Linked DNA regions of Danio rerio: region 1 is linked to region 2. The links are chromatin contacts, called in public Micro-C maps. All regions are on one chromosome and are shown on one strand. Each heading gives the region's core, a stretch centred on a gene start, on an enhancer-like site or on the middle of the called end of the contact. The rest is flanking DNA. Distances are from core to core; before and after follow the strand shown.

Region 1 (7,563 bases), core at 946-3,445, 49 kb before region 2:
AATCTAGTTATGTTTTCCCCTTGAGATTAGGTTGTTTATTCATAATGGGCCATTTTCGCAGACTGTGATGACACCTTTTCCAGTTATTATTAAGTGTTTTCTTGTAACTTATGACACAAAGAATCTCTTCCAATAACAGAATTTACTGTTAATCCATGTTTTCACACAAAAAAACCGACTGCTAATAAACAAACTTCAGACTCGAAAAGATCTTTGACTGTGGTGTGGTGATGAATGAAACTAAAACACATTCAATTGCTTTTAAATAAATAAATAAATAAATAAATAAATAAATAACTTTATGAACCTTAAATAGGACCAAGAAGGTCGCTGGTTCGAGCCTCAGCTTGGTCAATTGGCATTTCTGTGTCTTGTTTGCATGCTCTGCCCGCGTTCAAGTGGGTTTCCTCCGGGTGCTCCGGTTTCCCCCACAAGTCCAAACACATGCACTACAGCTGAATTGGGTCGCCTAAATCGTCCGTAGTGTATGTGTGTGAATGAGAATGTATGGGTGTTTTTCAGTAATGGGTTGCAGCTGGAAGGGCATCTGTTGCGTAGAACATATGCTGGATAAGTATTCGGTTCATTCCGCTGTGGCAACCCTTGATTAATAAAGGGAGTAAGCCAAAAAGAAAATGAATGAATGAATGAAGCCTAAAAAAAACTTTCTTTAATTAGATTGTTTGTTCAAGTACACCACAACCCAAATAGTTGTTACTTTTCTTTCCTGAAAATGACATTATACATATAAATATGCTTTAATTCCAAAGTTATAATTATAAGGACATTACAACACTATGCTTGGGGTTTTCTTATCTTACACTGTAAAAAAAAAAATCTGTTATTTTACATTTTTTTCTGGCAAAGATAACAGAAAATAACGACCGTTAAATTACAGATATTCACTGTAAAATAACAAACATGAATTTAAGAGAATTTCTGTCATTTAGTGGCTGTTATTTTATGTTCTTTAACGGCATCCCAGCTGCGAGAAAAAACGTAAAATAATGATAATTTTGCTGTGTACTTTACTATTCGGCTACAGAAAACCAATGCATGAGTGTTTCTACACTCAAAAAACATATTTTTTGGCTTGTTCAAACTACTTAATTAAAGTGAGCTGAAACAACACAATTCTTGAGATTTTTTCTTGAGAACTTGATTTTTTATGTTCAATCCACATAAATTTGTTAAAAGTGTTAAGTTTATTTAATTGATTTGTGTTGGGTCATGAATGAATTATGTGGAATCCTGCATTTTTACAGTGTAAATCAAGAGCTGAGGAAGTGCAGTTTAGTCATTGCAATCAGTCTCAATCTTTTTCATTCCATGTCACATAACTTTTGTATTTGTTTTTGTTGTGCACTACAGACATTATAGACGTAAAGGTCATCCATATACACACACATAGATGCTTCACACATGTTAACGTGCCTGCCAGTTTGTTTATGTTTAAATACGCATTAACTAAATATCACAGATACTATGGTAATGATGAACCTAATGCTATGCTAATGCTAGCTTGTTGCCTTGTGATAATATAGTTAAATCCGCTGAAGTTCATGGACTGATTTTGACTGTTCCAATTTGTGTGTACTGCAAATCTATGGAAAGAACCCAACCTATGTTCTATTTAGCTGTTTAGACCTCAAAATACCTGTTTTATTTTTACCCATTTGATCAAAATGCTTCACTGCTTTAATATTGCAATCTAAAAAACAACAAAATGGACTTCACAGCCCACTTTTGCCAACAAAATGCTACTAAACGATGTGTGATACCCACGTCACTGACCTCCGCATTTAGCGGTGAGCAGTGACCGCGTCATCAGAGTCTTCTGATCACATCACGGCTATCAGACTAAACACACAGCGGCCCGGAATGGAAATAGCAGCCTGATATTATATACAGTATGTCACAATGTTTCAGCTTTCGTTGGAACATTAGGAGCATTGTGCTAGGACCGTATTACAGTAAGCAAGACATTAGAGCAGATTTAGGAGGTGTTGCTTTTGAATCGAAGCAAAAGGGTTTTCCTGTGTGGGCATGGAAAGGGTTAAATGTGTGCATTGCTGTGGGTTGTGCACGGCTGTGTTTTTGTATGTGCACCGTGACATGAAACAGTACACAGTGCTTATAAACTCCTCTGCATGTTCCACACTGAGATAAAACATGTGCGCGAAAGCAACAGAGGCCGATATCTGCACTTCAGAGAGTAACCTCAGAACATCCTGCCCCAGTTGTAAGCACACACACACCTAGAAACTAACCCGTGCATGCCTGAATGCAATGAGATGTGTAATATTTAAAATAACCAAACCTTATAACCAATAACCAGCGCTTTCTTGCTTTTTGTCATTTACCAAAAGGAACCACGAACACTGTATTTAGACACCATTCAAATAAGCCATTCATTTAGAAAATAGTGCTTTGACCTACAAAATTTAGACAGGTTTTTGGACGTTTTGTCTTTATGGTTGTATTTTTTCAGCTGTGCGGAAATAATAAACAGATCAGAAATGCTCCTCGGGGTTTGGGAGGATAAAATTCATGTGGTGTAAATCACCACAGATAAAACCCCATTGGATGCACATTTGAAAATACTTTTCGAGATGAAATTTAATAATGGCTTGCTTGTGTTCGACAAAAAAAAAAGGAAATCCATGAACTACCAATATGCAGCAAGTAGCAGGTTATCCTATCTCCAGCCATGTACAGTCATCACTGAGCCTGGTACACTTATCTGGCACAAAAACACGTCACAGAAGATGTAGGAAGGTGTGACACCTCTGTCTAGACTAACATACTGCTGATGTCATGTCAGTCGCAGAACTGGTCGATGTTGTTTCATCTAAAATGAGTAATCTTATTGAGTTAAATAAAACTCATGTAGAATAGGGTTTTTAAATGTGCTTTTAAGCTGTGTTTATGTGCATTATACAATTTTTTCTTACTAAATGTTTTAATAAATATTAGAAAATAATATATTAATTTGGGATGTAATAATTCGAGCATGAAATGCTTAATAAATAAGACATACAGTTGAAGTCAGAATTATTAGCCCCCCTTTGATTTTTTTTTTCTTGCCTTTTGCTTGTTTGAGAGACTGACAGCAGTAAAAACAAATGCTGAATCAAAACCTTTTAAAATCCTGAATCAATATTGGAGTTACTTTTGCATGCTGGAGGAAGGACAACACCATGGTTGAAGTATTTCTTTTAGACAAGTAATGTTATGTTTAAAAAACTCTTTTAGTCATGCAAAGCTGATGCAGATTTTGCAGTTTTATGAATGGGTTATCTGCACAGAAGTGTTGTCCAGCTACTGAAATTCTTCGGCAATAGAATGATGTGACTATTATCAATAGTCTTTTTTATAGCATCGATTATGTGATTTTTTTTTTTTTGTTTAACAACAACACATCAGTAAACAGCGCTATTCTGCCTCGTCTGATTTACTAAGCTGAAGTTGGTTTTATATTTACATTAGTTTATTTTTGAGCAATGTCAACCTGGGACACGCTCTCTATATTGTTTACCGCTACTCTGAATATTCACTCTGAAATAGTAAAAAGTAGTAGTAATAAGTATAACTCCTGCATGCCACCGGCCAACCACTAAGCATACAGTAGTTGCTTTAGTACAAAGCACTTGAGACAAGTTTTGCTTGCTACACAACTGAAAATGTGCCAGATAAAATACAGTTTTCATTTGGAATTGTAGTATTATAAAGTACTAGAGGTGTGAACCTACACTGATTTCATGGTTTGGTTCAGACTCAGACTCAGCTTTATTATCCCATTAGGGAAACTAAATTTTTGGCAGATCACCTACTGCACCTTTAACTCTTAACAGACTTTAGTGTATTATTCAACTACACTCTTTATACACATTTTCATTTAAGAGTAACAACATTCAATAAAGTATCCAAAAATGTTGTATATGTGTGTTTTAATGTATGATGATGTGTGATAAGAATGTACTGTGTCACTGTGGTGTTTATGAAGTAACTCTGTTTTATTTATATCGCATTACTTTTTTCATAATAGGAGGGAAATTCAGGTTTGTCACCTCAAATAAAAAAAAGTTTCTTAACTATAATCATGATAAAATAAGATTTTTAAAAAAATTTGGGGGGCTTCTTATTCACGCCACTTTCCACTGGGTATAGTGGGGCAGGATGTGACCTCACTTCCTTTCAAAGTCTCACACACAACAAAGTACAAAACAACACACACACACCACATGCCCTTGCTCCGTAATGTGTCACAAATCACACATTTCTTCAAGTAGTCTCAAGACATTAAACAGGCCTCAAACATTTTCTGAGAAACATCTTTTTATTGATTTGCTATCTTAAATAGCAGCTGAAGCTGCATTCTAATGCTAAAAAGTATTTCTCTCTAAATGCTAGTGCGAATGCTTGGATTCCTTGATGTTACTTTTGACTTCCAGTGAGGACTTTCCTGTGAGGACTTAGGGTGCTTTCACACCTACACTTTTGTAGTCTCGTTTGCCCAGTGACACGGTTCGTTTGGCATACTTGAAACCACCAATCGCGCTCGAATCAGTGTCAAAACTATTGCTCCTAGATCGGCTCAATTGAAACAAACTCTGGAGCAGATCAATTGAAGTGAGAAAGCGCTACAATCCGAGCCTGGTTATGTCACAGTGTATTATGGACATGTAATAGGCATACGGCTATATAAAGACAGAATTATGAGCAGGGCGGGAGGTCATTCCAGGCATCTCAAGTCTCCCGGAAGTTTCGTTAGTCTCCCACAAATGCACAGACACTCCCGGGTGCCCGCAAACGAGAGATAATCTCCCGAAAATCATGCGTCTCCATCCCAGTCCTTAAATACGTCGCGCACCCTTCTCACCCCTCCCCACCGCATCCATCCTCGCTCTTCAGACATGTCGCTCCCACCCTGTCAAACAACACCAAACCACTACCACCCCCCTGACAGCTGAGCGGGACTCTGCAAAATAAACCATAAAACTGACCAATGTGAGGAGAGTTTACTCGCACGCGACTTGTTTTAGCTCTTTTGGTCCGTTTAGAAACTTTGTGAACCGAACCAAGAACAAAGAGCAACATTGTAACAATTTTAATCCCTGTTTCAGAACAACTGAATCGATTTACAGGTGTGAAAGCACCCTTAGAGAAACTTGTTCATGCTTTTATCACAAGCAGGATGGATTGCTGTAACAGCCTCCTCACTGGCCTTCCTAGCTTCTTGTAGTGTGATAATATACTGTAGGTAAATTCAGTGAAGTTCATGCACTTATTTGACTATTCCAATTTATCTGTACTGCATATCTACAGAAAGCATCCGTTAATTAATGTTTAATTAATGTTTAATTAATGTTCAATTTCACTGTTTAGACCCCAAAATACCTGTTTTAGTTGAACCGTATGATCAAAATGCTTCACTGCTTTAATATTGCAACCCAAAAGACAACAAAACTGACTTCACAGCTCACTTTTGCCAGCAAAATGCTACTAAACAATGTGTAATTTAACACATCACTTGCCGTGAGCTGTGCCCTAGTCATCAGAGGCTTCTGATCACATTATGACTTTCAGACTAAACACACACCTCACTTCCTTTCACAAGTCCCACACAAAACAAAGTACAAAACGACACACATACCACATGCCCTTGCTCAGTGCTTTGTTACAAATCACACATCTATTCAAGTAGACTCCACACATTAAACAGTCATCAAACTCTCTCTAAGAAACATCCATTTATTGATTTACTATCCCGAATAGCAGCTGAAGCCTACATGCTTGGAGAAACTTGTTCATGTTTTTATCACCAGCAGGGTGAATTACTGTAATGGCCTCCTCACCTGCCTTTCCAGAAAAAAAAACTGTTGACTCGGAGAACTTGCATTAAACTGATAGAGAAGCAGGGTTCAAACTAATCAGTGTTTAATAACAGCGGGCACAGAAGACACACAGCAGCTTCACTTAGTATCGACGCACATACATACTGAATGACTGTGTGACAGAGTGAGAGCGAGGTAGAGGGGGAGGAGCTACACAGAACAATACAGATCCCATATACGCAGTCATAAGGATCAATGCACTACATCCCCTTTTCTAAGCATACATATAACACTTTGAGTTTCAAATGCATTTACATCAGAATTCTTTTCAAACTGACATAAATTCACTATGCAATGGAATGTGCACCTTATCGAACAAGTATACCTACTTAAAACATTGGCAATAACTGTAATGAACATTTGTGCATTGTGATTAATAAACTGTGAAACATATTGCACGTTAAACTGACATTGTTGATTAATGTAACAATGAAAAATAATGAATGTACAGTTTATGTGTACTTTGGTGTATAGAGCTTCAGTCTTTGTATTTTGAGTTTGGGCGTATGGTGCGTCCTGACCCTGTCACATAAGGACAGGTTCTCGTTTGTGTGTGTGTTTGAGAAGTTAGTTGACCTGTGGTGGTTTGAGTGTGTGCGACAGGTATCTTTGGGAGTGTAACTTCGCTCTTGGTTGGATCTCCAGGTAGTTTGTATTCATCATCATCATGCTGATGTGGTTCTGGCTCTTTCACAGATAGGAGATGTCTGCGGTTTCTCCTATATTCCTTTCCTCCAGACAGAACTATGTAAGATCTTGGTTCACAGCAGATTTCCTTCACAACTCCTTTGCGATCATATCCATGAGGGGTTTGCATTCTCACTGTTTGTCCTTTTGAGAGTGTGTTTAGTCGTTTAGATGTTTTGTCATAGCTGCGTTTCTGACTCATCCTTCTTTTTTTCAGTTGTGCATGAATGTCGTTGGACGAAAGGGGAGAGGGTTTCAACAAAGAACTGTGAAGTGGTAGGGTAGAACGGGTTTGTCTGGACATTAGTCTCTGAGCTGGGGAGCCTAGTTTTGAATCTCTAGGAATATTTCTCAGATTCAACAGGTTGAGATAGACGTCCGTACCATCTCTTTTTGATTTTTCCATGAGCTGTTTGGCACTACGAACTGCGCGTTCTGCTAGGCCATTTGATTGAGGATAGTTTGGACTACTGGTTGTATGAGTAAAGTCCCAGGCCAAAGCAAAATCATTGAACTCACTGCTCACAAACTGTCTACCATTATCTGTTATGAGGGTTTGAGGTGACCCATGGACAGAGAAATGTCTCTTCAGCTTTTGTATGACGCATGTTGAGGTCATGTCTCGTAACTGATCGATCTCGTACCAGCCTGAATACGAGTCAACGAGAACCAGGTATGGATGATTGTTCCATTCAAATATATCGGCTGCTACGGTTGACCATGGCAGGCTTGGAACAGTATGCAGTTTCATAGGTTCTTTTTGCTGGTGGGGTCTGGTACTATTGCAGATGGCACAGGATGTGGTGTAAGCATCAATGTCTTTTGTCATAGTTGGCCAGAAAAAAATGCCACGTGCACGTTGTTTGGTGGCTTCTGCTCCAGGGTGACCCCTATGCACGATTTGAGTGTATTGTAAGCGTAGTGTTTCAGGTATTATCACTTTGTGTCCTTTCCACACGAGTGAGTCATCCGTGATCAA
Region 2 (6,762 bases), core at 3,466-5,965:
TTTAAATCCTTGAATTTTTTTAATATTTAGATTTTTTATTTTTTTTTAACATGTACATTTATAAAGCCATACTTTGTATTATATCATTGCTGTACGGTGGCTGAGAGAGCTTAACAAGCTGCAATTTAAGAAAACACATGCAATTACAAAAAACACCAGCAAATTAAGAGAAGATCTTTATCCGTTTAACAGCACATGTGGGGATCGGGGGACTCAAAACAGTGGCCTCAAAAACGTGACGCATGTCACCGTGCCGTGACTATTGCCAAATTGATCTTTAAAATGAGAGTTTATGTTAGTTTATTTCAATATCCTGATTTGCTTGTCTTTTGTATTTTATAACCCTAATAACCATAACCTAAATAGCTGGGTCTGTCACGTTTTAGGCTCCCCCTTAAAACACTTCAGTTGTATTCTGAGCTATTTGTAAGTGTGCAGCACGTTTTCATAAATTGTTTGCATTTTGTGAAAATGCAGCGTGTTTTATTCATTTGTTTGTTGTAAATAAAGGCAGCATTTAATACATTTTTTGCATTGTGAATGTATAGTAAATGCAGCACATTTTCGTACATTTTTTTGTGCTGTGAGTAAATGCAGTGTTTTATGATTATTTTTTTGCGCTGAGTAAATGCAGTGTGTTTTATAATTTTTTTGTGTTGTAAATGCAGTGTGTTTTATAAATTTTTTGTGTTGCGAGTAAATGCAGCGTGTTTTATTTATTTGCATTAAGAGAAAATGCAGTGCGTTTAATTAATTTGTTTGCGTTTTTGAGTTTATGCAGCACGTTTAATCATTTTTTTGCATTGTGAGCAAATGCAGCACGATTTCGTAAATTGTTTGCTTTGTGAGAAAATGCAGCGCGTTTGATTAATTTGTTTGTTTTGTGAGTAAATGCAGTGCATTTTATTCATTTTAATTGTGAGTAGATGCAGCACGTTTTATTAGTTTGTTTGCATTTTAAGTAAATGCAGCACATTTTCCTAAATTGTTTGCGTTGTGAAAAAATTCAGTTGGATTTTATTAGTTTGTTTGCGTTGTGAGAAAATGCAGCGTGTTTTTTATGCGTATGCATTGTGCGGATTTGCAGCACGTGTGCTGTCAAATAAATGAACATCTTTCCTCAGTTTGCTAGTGTTTTTTGTAGTTGCAAGTGTTTTCTTCAACTGCAGCACGTTAAGCTCTCACCGTATCTTTGAACCAAATTACAAAAAACTGATTAATGTTTTGCGAGGTGTTTCTAATGCAACGTCTATGGGCGGGACTGTACATTTGACATTGTTTTCTCTTCTGGCTGCTGTAATCAGTCTCACACAATTTTTGTCCTTTTTCTGAACATTCACCAATTCACTGCTCTCACTGCTGAGAAACCAAGAAATGTGGTTTTATAGCTAAAAATCTATATCTTTAAGCTAATGTTGTTTCCATATTCTAGAGGTCTAAAAGAAGGCCACATTAACCTCCCTTGTTTATATTTTAGAGTTAAACTTTTTTCTTTTTCAATCCAGATCATTAGCCTCGACCATTTAAGCAACTCATTGTACAGCTGAAGTCTTTTATAAAGAGCAGAGGGGGCAAAAAGCTACTTTGTAGAGGAGCTGTATGAGAAAAACATGACTGGAGAGATCTAGTGGTGTACCACTTACGATACTGTGGCCAAGCTTTTATGGACAATTAATTTTTTTCTCATTTCAATTGTGCTTAGCCTTTAAAACACTCGCCTTAAATAGAAAAAACTGGAAGAAAAAAAACTGCTAGATGGATAGCAGAATCACAAATCACCCCAAGTAAACATACCTCAAATGAAAGAAAAATATAATATAATATAATTTGTCTGAGGGGAAATAAATAAGTCATCTGTGGACGTAGAATATATATATATATATAAAAAAATGAAATGACTCGAGTTATCAACTTAGTTGTACCAGCAGGGCGGTTACCTCAGTATATCTAACTCTTGGAAACTCATATGGTTCCTCCTACATAGCCTACTTAAAGTTTAAAGAGCAAAGTAATCCTGTATATTTCATACCATTTGAAAAGTCTCTCCTGCTCCCTCTCTCTGCACAACAAACAACGGGAAACCCGATGTGCAGGAATCTTTTAAGCGCAGATTGAAACAAAGCGCTCCCTCTACAGGCCAACAGCACGCACTGCACAAACACTCAACGCACACAAACGCCACAAATCATTTGCAGGACCTGTGAGAAACTTTTTTTTTTTTTTTTTGCATAACCATCAGGAACAAACATACAACACAATACCAAAGATGAAACACAAAAAACTAAAATAACAATGGTTAAATAGATAAAATTTTATAAATTTAAATACACAGTGTATAGTGCATAGCATTTCAACATCCAATGTAAATAAACGCGTGTGACGTCATAATCGCGTAACAAAATGCAATCTTGCACTATCCTATCTTGTGGTTTACATTATCATCAAAGTATTGATAACTTGGCCGAAAACACTTTGAAATGTAATCTCAACAGCTCCTGTCATTCTCGGTTGTGTCTCTCTTACACCCCGGGGGGAGATTACGCTGCACCCGGGAACTTGTTAAACTTCTTCTTACATGCAGAAGAAAAAAACATTGAAGATCAATGCAAAAACATGCAAGCATTGCATCTCGCCTACAGTCTCCATGAAATGCGCGCTATTAAAGTGTGTGTGGAGGGAAAGAGAGAGTAAAAAAACCCTTATAAAAACTTCCACCTCTGGCTGGGAGGGAAGAAGAGGGGTGTTGTGACCCCTTCCTCCCCTCCGTGCTCGCTCCCCCGCCCCACACAGCCCAGGGCATTGCAGCAAACATCCCCAGTAAATCTGTACCCTCCTCCAACATCTCTAAAAACTTTTGTCCTAAGTGGTGCTGTTCTTCCTCAGCTGTAACACAAATACAGAATGACTCAGTGCAGACGAAGGGTGCAGTTCTTGCCCTGTCATGGATTGCTCGGGTGGGCTGCGGGAGGGGGTTTGTCCTGACTGAGTAATGTAATTTTGATGTTGATCTCAAAGCAGTATAGGCTACTCCAATGAATTTGAATTGATACAGCATTTAGATTTTTTCATGGTACATTTTAATGCAGAAGTACTTACATGAATAATAGCAGCAAACAATTTTGTGTTTATTAGATGTCTAATAGAGATCTAAACGTAGACAAACTTGGTCTGTCAGTAAAAATCCAATAGCCATCTAAGAATAGCCAAAACTAGACTCGTCGTCAAATAGACAGATTAGATCAACTTATATATAGTCATTAATTTCTGTTTATCTAATGACTACAGTTTTGGCCTATCCTAAGACATCTATAAGGTTTTCACTGACAGACCAAATTTAGCCTTGTTTTAGCCAGGTCTATTAGACATCTGTTAGACATCTTAAAAAAATAAAGAATGCTTGATGGGATCACTTGAGGTGACTGTGAAAAGATCTACTTTATTTAATAGGTTTTTACTGACCGCACAAACTATTTTTTGTTTTAGCTAGAATACTATAATTAGACATCTATTAGACATCTTTCAGACATCTTTTAAGAACAAAAATTGCTTGTTTGGATCACTTAAGGTGACAGAATGTGTAAAAATATGCTTTATTTAATAGATTTTGACTGACAGCCCAAATTTAGTCATGTTTTAGCCAAGACGACTATGTTTAAATGTCTATTAGACATCTATTAAACATCTTTTAAAAACAAAAAAGCTTGCCGGGATCACTCGAGGTGACAGAATATGTAAAAAATATACTTTATTCCTTAGATTTTTACAGACAGCCCAGATTTAGTCATGTTTTAGACAAGACTACTATGTTTAGATGTTTATTATACATCTATTAGACATCTTTTAAGAACTAAAAATTATTGCTGGATCACTCGAGATGACGTGTAAAAATATACTTTATTTAATAGATTTTTACTGAAAGTCCAAATTTAGTCATGTTTTAGCCAAGACAACTATGTTTAGATGTCTATTGGACATCTATTAAACATCTTTTGAAAACAAAAAAAGCTTGCTGAGATCACTTAAGGTGACAGAATGTGTAAAAATATACTTTATTTATAAGAATTTCACTGACAGCCCAAATTTAGTCTTGTTTTAGCCAAGACAATTTTAGACATCTATTAGACATCCATTAGACATCTTTAAAAAAAAAAAAAATGATTGTTGGGATCAATCAAGGTGACAGAATGTGTAAAAATATACTTTATTTACCAATGTAACACTCTCCACTGGACCAGCAAAAGTAAAACGTTTAGAATGAAATATAATTGGTGATTATTAAAGCATTCATGCAGAAAATTCCCCCATGCTTGTTTTAAATAGAAGTTATTGTGCATTATTTTAGTACCTGACATTCATTTCAGTTTAGTGATAACTTGCAGATTCCAAAACTAAAGTCTAGCTGAAAAAAAATGTGCATAAGATTATACTTCACATTATGTATAAGTTGCAATTACAAGCGTTGAAAATACGCAACAACGTAAACAATGCAGTTTCAGTCATCATGGGAACAAACAACTGCACACAACACTGCTGATTTATAAATGAACAGCAGAAGAGCTGCACTAAACTTTTAAACTGCGTTGTAACTTCTATGCGCGAGTGAAAGCAAAGAGGAGAAGAAAAAAAAAAGAAAACTTGAAACGGAGCAACAGAGAAACGCCCATATGTGACGCTCCCGAAGCTCCTCCTGCATTTGGGTTAAAAGGAAATGCAGCGCGGCCACGGAGGAGCAAGACAGAGGGGGTTTCTTTTAGGGCAACACAAGTTTACACAACCAGAACTAGCTTGTTACAGTTTGAAGTTTCTGCTTTTTATTCCGCTGTTTATTTATCAACGATTGGAAGATGACCACAGCCGTGGTGTCGCCTTTCTTCGACTTCAGCGAAATGATCAACAACAAGGTATGGAGAAAAGTTTCAGCTGGATCAGTTTGTGTTGTGGAATGTTGAGGCAGGCTTTCTTTCTAGGATTAAATGCGTGGTTTTAGGCGAAATTAAGTCGCTATGAAATACAACAGTACTGCTTTTACTCAGTTTAAACCGAGACCAAATGAACGAGACTAAAGATTAGAGTTTTGCAGCCATTAAAGTTCCTCCTTTAGGCTTGTTATGGAGAATCCACGACTGTGATTTTACAACATAAGAGGATTGTCTGATTACAGATGTTTAAGTGTATGTTCTTTGCGTCTTGCTATTACATTGAACCGTTTTAATCACTCGTTTACCTCTATAAGATCATTTAAAATGCTCACTTAGTGTGATTAAGGTACACGTTCTTTAAGTAAATATGTATTTCAGTTGAGATTATACATGCATAACCGCAGACTAAATACTTTTTTATTTTAAATCAGACTTTAGTATACCTTACAAGAGTATTCACTCAACTATCTATGTATGTGCTTCCTTTTGATCTGTTTACCAACTGAAGTTTGGAACAACCGGTTTCACTACCTATAAAATGTAGAGGAAAAAATACTCCTATCTGAGAAAATAGTTTTAAATGTCTTGTTTGGGTGTAGAAACTTGAATGGTGTGTGAATCTGTGCTAAGTCAGGGCTGTCCCATGATTTCATTGAATTAAACTTTGACTAAGAGGAGTGACTTAGAAAAACAGTGAGTCAAGCTGTATATGAGTCCATTTATGTGGTTAAACCATAACTGCAGTCGGACATCATTTGTCAGTGGAGTTAATGTGTTTTTTTCTGTGCTGTACAGATGCATCATAAAGGGTTTAGTGTATATTTCTGTAACCCTTACTTTTGCAAACTCTTATTTAAATTACTACTTTTTTGCAGTGTACTATAATAATAATAATAATAATATACTGGCTAGATAAGTGTAAAAGTTTAGGAATCCATTTTATGTACACCCATCTATGTACTACATATAAACTCATATTTTCTTGTGGTGAAAAGCAGAATTAGTTGGTATGTAAAGGTTTCAAGCAGGATGATGATCATTTTAAAATCAGACAGGGTCATCAGTGTCCACAAGTATGCAAACTGAGGTTTTCTCACCTCTGAAACTGTACAAGTTGTTCAGTCTTTATTCATCAGACACGCACAGCAGTCTTTGCATTTCTGAGGCAGTCAAGCGTTCACTAAGTGGGCATCAAGCCAAACTAGCAGTTGTTTAGGCCTGTATTTACTCATGGGTATAACACAAAGCCAGTGCAAAACAGTTAAGACGTGCCAACCACATTGTGGCTTTCAAAAAAAATTAATGTTGTTTTTTTTTCTGTCCTTTTTTTAGAACAAAATGCTAAACTACAATAATAACATCCTCAGTTCTCCGCACCCTGTCTCCGTCCCTTGCACTGGGACTAGTCTGTCCATCTCTAACCCCACTGGTTGCCTGCTGGACAGGAAGGCTGTGGGGACACCCTCTACTGGTGGGGTTTACCAGCGCCGGCACTCTGTAACTTCGGCTAACACCAAACTCAACCAAAACCAGTTTTTGAACATTGCTAAGGCAGATCCATCCCTGCTTGGTTCAGGGACAGGAACCACCGGCAGCAGCAACAAAGAGAACCGACTCCGAGACCGCTCTTTCTCAGAGACAGGGGATCGCCTGCTACAGAAGTGTTCGGGCCCTGGAGGCCCCAACAGCCAGGTCAACTCGAGCCGCTACAAGACAGAGTTATGCAGGCCATTCGAGGAGAATGGAGCTTGCAAGTACGGTGACAAGTGCCAGTTTGCCCATGGCATTCATGAGTTGCGTAGCTTGAGTCGCCATCCCAAGTACAAGACTGAGCTTTGCCGCA

The links. A called contact is a pair of places that touch in the nucleus more often than the background predicts.
Region 1: a contact with region 2 is called in a Micro-C map of caudal fin, with 2.5 times the contacts expected there. The contact joins the enhancer-like site here to the promoter of zfp36l1a in region 2. A contact is called at or near these places in 1 of 18 Hi-C or Micro-C datasets (caudal fin) and 1 of 4 datasets of contacts at active chromatin or transcription factors (caudal fin).

What each region holds. Positions count from the first base shown.
Region 1 is chr17:39,706,868-39,714,430 of GRCz12tu, reverse strand. No RefSeq gene overlaps it. Among named protein-coding and RNA genes, the nearest start is that of zfp36l1a, 47 kb to the right of the region's middle. Within about 2 kb of position 2,195, at least 13 of the 62 cell types and tissues checked have an H3K27ac peak or open chromatin away from gene starts, as enhancers often do. A contact at or near this core is called in caudal fin, where this site is marked.
Region 2 is chr17:39,661,150-39,667,911 of GRCz12tu, reverse strand. zfp36l1a (zinc finger protein 36, C3H type-like 1a) reads left to right here and starts at 4,715. Exons shown (of 2, transcript NM_001077153.2): 1 at 4,715-4,901; 2 at 6,252-6,762. The coding sequence starts at 4,845.